2 separate regions of the Gossypium arboreum genome follow, and region 2 is linked to region 1. The links are chromatin contacts, called in public Hi-C maps. All regions are on one chromosome and are shown on one strand. Each heading gives the region's core, a stretch centred on a gene start, on an enhancer-like site or on the middle of the called end of the contact. The rest is flanking DNA. Distances are from core to core; before and after follow the strand shown. Region 1 has its middle 16 kb from the start of LOC108486649. Region 2 holds the start of LOC108486496 (protein unc-13 homolog).

Region 1 (4,478 bases), core at 1,420-3,919:
ATAAGTTTGTCCCATTCACATATAGATGTTGAGGTAAAAAAGAAAGATGGGAAGATTTTATGGCGGCTTACTAGTTTTTATGGGTCCTCGGTGGAAAATTAAAGGAAGGATTCATAGGATACTTTAAAGTAGTTAAAAAAAAGTTGCAACTTACCATGGATAGTGTGATTCTTTGAGTTTGATCCGATCTCTCGACCACAAAATGTAATCTACAAAATAGAGGATAAAGCACAAGTAAGCCTACTTGAAGCTTAGTAAGTTTGTTAAACCAAACAATAATCTTACCAAATTAAAGCATAACATAGCAAATTTTACAATTAAAATAACCAAGTTCCTGTCAGACACAACTCACAGCAAGTGAGTATTAAACAGTACAAATTGTTACACCGGTTAAAGCTTACTAGGCATTAACCCTGATAAGTATGCCGACACAAAGCGTACTAAGCATTAAGCCCGATAAGTACACCAACACGAAGCATGCTAGGCACTAAGCTTGATAAGTAAACCAACACGAAGCCTGCTAGGCATTAAGCCCGATAAGTACACCGGCACGAAGCCTGCTAAGCAACAAGGCTCGATACAGTACAATACACCGATATAAAGTCTGCTAGGCTTAAGGCCCGAATTCAATACACTCAATACATTTTAATTTCACTATTGACCTTCGTTAAATCAAACGTTCGATAATCACGGAAAAGAACAATTACTAAAGTAAAATCAAGTAATAAAGATATTATTTATAACATACTTATATAAACGAACTTACTGGACTTATTTGTAGTAATGGTTTAAATGTAGGGACTAATCCCCAACCTTTTCTTTTCCACAATTGTGAACACGTTCTTGATGTAAAATAATAATTTCATTCAATTAACTAAAGCAATAGAAAAATTAAGCCATTTTATGCAATTAAGTCCTTTTTGACATTTTTACAAATTTACCCTCAATATTTCACTTTTATTCAATTTAGTCTCTATGCCCAAAATTCACAATTAAACCAATTTTATTCAAAACCCATCCTAGCCGAATGTCAAAAACCCCCAATTCAACCTATATTTATGATTAATTCACAACAAGTCATTGAAAGTTTATCACTTTAACAATTTAATCCTTAAACGTTAAAATCATCAAAAATTACTTTACAAAATAGTTTTAACTAACAACCAAACTTAATAATCTTCCATCAAACTTTAAAAACAACCCAAACACATCACTGGCATAATCTAAAAAATTTGACAGTTTCACAAGTTAGTCCCTAGGTTAGCTAAATTAAGCGTTAGTCCCTAGGTTAGCTAAATTAAGCTAATACGAGCTCAGAAGCATAAAAATTACTAAAAATGGATAAAGTTTACTTACCTATTTGATGAACCCTAGCTAACCGAAGCTTTTTCCTCTCCAAAAATGGCTATTGGATTTTGTTGAAGAAGAAAACAAGAAGAAAATGTTTCATTTAACCTTTAATTTGATTTAATCTTTGCTTATTTACAAAATTGTCATTATCTTTTAATTTTTAATTAAAATTTCATATATTTAATCATGTAATCGTCCATTCCCATTCCCTAATGATATAATTACCATATTAATCCCTTTAATTACTTTCTATAACTATTCGATAACCCTTACTAATAGAGAGCAACTTTCTCAACTTTTACGATTTAATTCTTTTACTTAATTAAATAACTAATTGTTAAAATTTTATAACTAAATTTAAATACCAAAAGTAAAGACCTTGTAAATATTAATTAATAAATATGTATAAATTGATATGTCGGAGTTGTGGTCCCGAAACTACTATTTCCGACACCACTGAAAAATGGGTTGTTACATTAGATATATATTTCAATTATTTTATTATTGTTTCACTACACCATAAATACAATGATATCCTCCGTGTTCTACCGAAGCCAACTTATAAGAATATACTGATGGGATCGTCAAACTCAACTGATTCATCACAGATGTTAGAGGATTCTGAGATCCATGAAGGGGATGTGTGGACTAAGTTGGTCGATGGGATCCCATCGATTACGTTCTTTGACAGAGTTAAGGATTTCATTGAGAGAAAAATGGCCAAAATGATCATTATTAAACTATTGGAAAAAAGATCGCTTTCAATTCCCTACTGAATAGGGTCACGATGTTATGGAAAACAAAATGCCCATTCCAACTCATGGACTTAGAGAACTATTACTACCTAGATCACTTTAATGATGAAGAAGACTATTACAAGGTGTTGACCAATGGGCCATAATTGATTTTTGGGCAATACTTAACGATGAGACCTTGGTCACCGAATTTTTCAACGACACAGGATGAGGTGGGTATTCAAGTTATGGGTTTGTTTGCCTGGACTTTCTGAAAGCTATTATTTGAGTTGTCTCCTCAAAGTTATTAGGTAGGCTATTGGTTCAGTTGTCAAAATTGATAAGAATACTGATAGTACAAAAAGGGGAAGGTTCCCAAGAATGGCCATTTCTGTAAATCTTCAAATACCACTGTTTTCTAAAGTTAGAATTGATGGGCATATGCAGACGGTAGAGTACAAATCTTTACCAAATGTTTGTTTCAGGTTGGGCTTTATGGTCATGGGTCGATTTATGCCAGAAGGATTTATTCCCATTGTTGATGAAAGAGACTTCTGTTAAGATACCGATGCCGATGCCGAAAATACAAGTTCCTCAAGATTTGCAAAGAAGGATATAAGAAGAGGATTACGGATCGTGGATGATAGTCGAACGCCAACAATGGCGAAAGGGGAGAAGTTTGGGAGGTAAATCAAGTGATAATCAAGGCAGCTTGGGTGGAGACTCTAGATTTGATGTTCTTGGTGAGAATCAAGGGTTGACTGAAGTTGAAGAGGCCAATATGGTAAGAGAGTTATCTATTGAGAAAGGCACGATTAAAGGGACTAGTAATGGAAGAAATCCAAAAGTGGCAGCAGCTTATATAAGGAACGATTCTAAAGTTAAAGGTGAGGGGATTTTAGTTGCCTCTGGGCCTAAGGTAGGTGTCAATGTGCTTAAGCCTGTGAAAAAGAGTATTCAACGAGGCCCTATAAACTTTAATGATGGAGCAATAATAGGCCGTAAAGCTGGGGAGGTTAATACAATCCCATTCCATTTTCAGACTATACAAGTTTTAGGTGGATTGGATAGCAACAGGTATAGGGCTATGAAATTGATTCAACCGAGTAAAATTGTCCAAGTTACAGAAAAAATGAAGCACGAGTTTCGCCTTTGGGGAGAGAAACACGAGCTTAACTAGTGAGAACACTAGCTAGCAGCCGACGACCATGAAGGATTTTGAATGAAGACCTCGGGGGTTTGAAATTGGACGTTTAGACTAGAATATGTTAGGAATAGAGGCAGCGATAAATAGTGTTTTTGAGGGTATCGAACGAGAATTTGAATTGGGTAGTTTGATTGTGAATTCTATGGCAATGGAAGGTGTTGATGTTGCAGAAGCATGCAATATTCAAGCAAATTGCTAAGTTGGAGCTCCTGGTCTGCTTTCTATCTCCTTTTATTATCTATTTATGAATGTAAAGATGTTTTTTTTCTGAATTTTCCAATGAGTTGGTTATTAGAGTATACCCAAAGACCTATCATGAGATGATTATAATCACATATTCATTCTACCTTGTTTATTAATAAAAGGCATTGCCATTGTTATTTTAGTTTCACTTTTTGTGTGTGTAAAATAAACTAATTTATAATAATGTCCCCTGAATAATATGATTATTTTTAAAAGGTCCTTAGTTAAGTATTATTGTAGGCTTGGACAACAATAATGCATTAAGACTAATATGTAGTTGATTGATGAAAAAATATTGTCATTGACATAGGGATGTCAAAATCAATACATCAGTATATGTTAGAGAATGACATATTGGACTGACCAACTATGAGTATAACACCCCTAACCCGTCGTTGGATTAGGATTACGAAGCATTACCATATAATCAAAAAATTTTAAACTTTAAATCATTCAATAACTTAACTACATTATAAACCATCCACAAACATGCATATTGTCCCTAAATCGAGCCCTCAAGGCTCTAAAAATAACTTAAAAGCAATTCGAGACCAATTTGGAAAATCTATGTAAAAGTCACAAAAATTTGGAAATAAAGGTCACACGGCTGAGACACATGCCTATGTCTCAAGCTGTGTAACCATCAAGCTAGGGACACATGGTCGTGTCCCAGCCCGTGTCCTCACCCGTGTAACTCTCTAAGTAGAGTCACACGGCCATGTCACACACTCGTGTGCCAGGCCGTGTGTTAGGCCATGTAACTCACTGACTTACCACATAAGGAAATCATTAGATGACACATGGCCGCATCGCCAGGCTGTGTATCTCACACGGCTGAGTCACATGCCCGTATCTCAGGCTGTGTGGACCCAAATTTACCTAAAATCAAGCAATTTCAAAACCATGTTATGCAAAAAATCTAGACCAATAATGCACACATTCAA
Region 2 (4,618 bases), core at 591-3,090, 40 kb before region 1:
TGATCGACTCAATCCATAATAAATTATATTACAAATCAAACTAAAATTTAATCAATTTAAAGAATTTGTATTTAATTTATTAATTATATATAAATTTTTATAAAATATCAATTAATAAAGGATAATATATTATAAAAATCTTTAAAAATAAAATCAAACAACTTCACCTTCTAATAATAAATAACCATTTAATTTATTGATAGTATGTAAAATTATAGACGAGTAGAGTAAATCGTAATTTTAAACACAAAATTAGATGTAGAATGCAATGAACCGCAAATTTTAAACTTGTTGACAATAAAAAAAATTGGTCTCAATCCGTGCAGCAAAAAAGAAGCAAATTGTAGTAAGAAAGCTATTTTGAGATTCTATATTCTGACAACAATTTTGCTTGAAGCTGAAAGACGTAATAAATAAAATATTTTTGGTTGATTGACCTCATCATTCTCTCACTTGTTTGCAATCTAATCTATTACACCAGTCAACACTATTACTTTACTTGCCCTTTTATCTACAAAACAAAACAAAAAAAAAAAAAAAAGGAGAAAATATATAATAAAGAAAAAAGCTTAGAAGTTTGATATTTCAATTGTGAGTTTACTCAAAGGAAAAAAATATATAAATCCCATAAAAGTCATTATAAAATCATTTTTAATAACATGAGGAGAATCAGAATAAAATTATTTATCACATAATCTAATTATAAAATATAATTTGAATTAAAATAATTCTAAATAGAATTTAGAAGCGACAAAATTTAAAGTAGAATAAATTTAGACAAGTATACACATGCTTTTACTATAAAATCAAAATTTTCATATATGTTAGAAATTTACGGCATGATTTTTTAAACAAATATAGTTGTTAAAAGTTGATATAGAAATTAAATGACAATTTGATTGAGATGGTAAAATTAAATATTTAAAATTTTAAGCGATAAATATTAAAATTGTATATAAACTTTAATTTAATGTGTAATGTTATATATGAATTTTAATTTTGTGTGATTTTATACATGAAATTTTGGTTTGGTTCAAGTTTCATAAATCACTAACATCATAGAATTAGCACTATTTTACGTTGATATATTGCATACACAAACAATTATATTATTCCAATATAAAATAAATGTATATATTTATTTGTTTAAATGTGTACAATTGAAACAAAATTAAAGTTTCATTATACATATGAACTACAATTCAAGTTTAAACATAAATATAGATTTTATAATTTTCATTTTAAAAACAAAAATTTCAATTACTAAACATTATAATACTATCATTAGGGATACTTATTAGTAAAATTCATTAAGAAAAATAAAAAAATTGCATCTGAATTTTAAGGTCATACATCCACTTCAAAGTTATTATCATTGCCATAATAAAAGAGAAATAAAAACTTACCAAAATTCACTCATCAACTTCCTCTCTTCCATTTCAATTCTTACTCACCACATAATACCCAAACCAACAAATAATGCTTAGAGTTTCACATTAACTTTGAATCTAGAAAAGAAAAAAAAACAACAACTTTAAGCTACATTATGAACTGTAAATTAAATGCCAAACTGGTCCAACATCCCAATCTACATTAAAATTATTTCACCAAAAAAAAAGGGTTTAATTTTAAATTTTATCCCTCTACCTTATGCAAACTGAGAAGTTAATCCCTTTATTTCTTTTATCAAATTAACATGGGTTCAAACAATTGAATTAATTTCTCAGTTTTAATAAATTACAATGATCAAAATGTATCAAATTAGAATAGAGGGACCAAATTTTAAATTTTTGTAAAGTATAAGGATGGAATTCAATTAGACCAGAAAGAAATAAAGAAAGAGTCAGCAATTATCTTTATTAAAAAAAACAAAAGAAAAGGAAAAGAAGAAGAAACTACATGGCACGCGCTCCTGACTCGGTCTGGCTGGCTGCCCTCAAAGACAACGGCAATACCATCATTTTGTTTATTTTCTTCTTAATGCTCATCCATTTTTGTTTCTTACAAAAGACACCAAATTCTTTGACTGTCTGTCTATATTATTTTGTTGTTTTAAACTTTTATTTTATGATTAATTTTGCAGAAGTTTAATTTTGTTTCCTTTAAAGTCAAGCAAGAATCTTAACAAATAAAAAAGAAAAGGCAGTAAAGTAAACAATCCCATAAAACCTTCATCTTTAAGCCCGTTTTAATTTATTCTTTTACTCTGCAATTCTCAAGCATGTCGGGTAGATTAAGGGATAGAAGTTCCAGCCAAGCCAAACGACACAGCCATCATCAAACGACGACCACGGTGGCGGCGGTGGCAATGCCTAATTTCTTGACCGAGACGCTGCCGTGTCCTTTCGGGGAGTTGGCGACGAATTTGTCGGATTCGGCGCTCCGTGAGACGGCTTATGAGATTCTGGTCGGAGCTTGTCGGAGTACCGGTGGGAAGCCTTTGACTTACATATCGCAGTCGGAGAGGAACTCGGAAAGGACGGCGACGCCGACTCTGACGTCGACGGCGTCGTTGCAAAGGTCCTTGACATCGACGGCGGCGAGTAAGGTAAAGAAGGCTTTGGGATTGAGATCGTCTGGGAGAAAGAAAGTGAGTGGTGAGTCTGACACGGAACGAGTCAAAAAGGCGGTTACAATTGGAGAGATGTTGAGGGTTCAGATGGGAATTTCAGAGCAAACGGATTCCAGGGTTAGAAGAGCTCTTTTGAGAGTTGCTGCTGCTCAGGTTTGTTAAAAGCTGTATATATTAACCTTTTTTCTTGTCTTTTTTTTTTTTCCTTTCAATTTTACTGAGAAAAGCAACCTTTTTTTGGTGTTTCTCTTTATTTAAGCTTAAGTTATGTAATTCCATAGAAGTAATTTGTGCTAAGCTGAATAAATTAGAAGCTTTTAATTTTCTTAATTTTTTGTAATTTGATAATTTATGCTGGAATCACAGTGGACAAAAATGGATATTTCAATTGTTGATTATTGAGAATGTTTGTGGAGTTTGAGTTCATTCATGTTTTTTTTTTTTTTTTGCTGCTCAAATTTTCTTATTTTTTTTATTAACAGTACATATGTATGTATGCTGTACGTTTATCAGCTTGGAAGACGGATAGAGTCAATAGTGTTGCCACTTGAGATGTTGCAGCAACTCAAGCCTTCGGATTTTCCGAATCAAGGAGAATATGAAGCTTGGCAAAGGAGAAATCTGAAGCTTCTTGAAACTGGATTACTATTGCATCCTCTCTTGCCACTGGACAAGACCGACACTGCTCCGCAGCGACTACGACAGATCATTCGTGGAGCCCTTGAGAAGCCCTTGGAGACTGGAAAAAACAATGAATCTATGCAAGCACTCCGGAGCATTGTTTTATCTCTTGCTTGTAGAACCTTTGATGGGTCTGCTTCTGAGACTATCCACTGGGCAGATGGATTCCCATTGAATCTCAGAATTTACCAAATGCTGTTAGAAGCTTGTTTTGATGTTAATGATGAAACATCTGTTATTGAAGAAGTTGATGAGGTTCTTGAACTCATAAAAAAGACTTGGGTAGTCCTTGGAATGAATCAGATGCTGCATAATCTTTGTTTCTTGTGGATATTGTTTAACCGTTATGTGGCTACTGGTGAAGTGGAAGGGGATCTATTGTTTGCTGCCAATAATCTGTTGATGGAAGTTGAAAAGGATTCAAAGTCCATGAAAGATCCCAATTACTCCAAGATATTGAGTTCTACTTTGAGTGCAATCTTAGGTTGGGCTGAGAAAAGGCTTCTTGCCTACCACAATTATTTTCATAGTGATAACACTGAGTTATTGGAATGTGTTGTTTCTGTGGGAGTTCTATCAGCAAAGATAATGGTAGAAGATATCTCACATGAGTACCGTAAAAAAAGAAAGGAAATTGATGTGGCTCATGAGAGAGTTGATATGTACATACGATCATCACTGCGCACTGCTTTTTTTCAGGCAAGTTTTCACTATTTCAAATGTCCATACATATTATTGGGCACTGCAAGATAACAAGGCTCCTATAGTTTAATTTCATGATATAAATTCGTTTTTAACGTTTTCCACATGAGAGATAGGTTTTCAGCATTCGCAAGTTTTTGCAGGCATATTAAATATGCAAATTTTCCAAGTGCAGCGTCATCATTTCTTTATGAGTAGCATTTCCCCTTACTAAACCCTAATATTTGTTTTGTTAGCCTTAAATTCTATATTTAGACCAAGTTTATTAAATTCCTGTCTGAAAGTGACTCAAGGTTTTCTCTGTTGATAATGTATTTAGACAGATAATGGAGAAGGTGAAGTCTAGCAAACGCTCATCTAATAAGAACCAGCAAAATCAGCTTCCTTTCCTTTCCATCCTTGCACAAGATGTCAGTACACTGGCTTTCAGTGAGAAGGCAATTTTTAGTCCAATATTAAAGAGGTGGCATCCTCTTTCAGCCGGTGTGGCTGTAGCAACTCTTCATTCCTGCTATGGGAATGAGCTGAAGCAATTTGTTTCCAGCATTGGTGAATTGACACCGGATATATTACAAGTGCTAAGAGCTGCAGAAAAATTGGAGAAAGATCTTGTGCAGATCGCGGTTGAAAACTCAGTGGACAGTGAGGATGGTGGAAAGTCAA

The links. Hi-C and Micro-C count contacts between places; a contact is called where the count stands out from the background.
Region 2: a Hi-C map of leaf shows a contact between it and region 1, with 2.4 times the contacts expected there. The contact joins the promoter of LOC108486496 here to the enhancer-like site in region 1. A contact is called at or near these places in 3 of 5 Hi-C or Micro-C datasets (all in leaf).

The regions. Positions count from the first base shown.
Region 1 is chr6:126,528,697-126,533,174 of ASM2569848v2, reverse strand. No RefSeq gene overlaps it. Among protein-coding and RNA genes, the nearest start is that of LOC108486649, 16 kb to the right of the region's middle. Within about 2 kb of position 2,669, at least 2 of the 2 cell types and tissues checked have an H3K27ac peak or open chromatin away from gene starts, as enhancers often do. A contact at or near this core is called in leaf, where this site is marked.
Region 2 is chr6:126,567,670-126,572,287 of ASM2569848v2, reverse strand. It overlaps LOC108486496 (protein unc-13 homolog), which reads left to right and starts at 1,840. Exons shown (of 5, transcript XM_017790579.2): 1 at 1,840-2,725; 2 at 3,086-3,952; 3 at 4,279-4,618. The coding sequence starts at 2,222.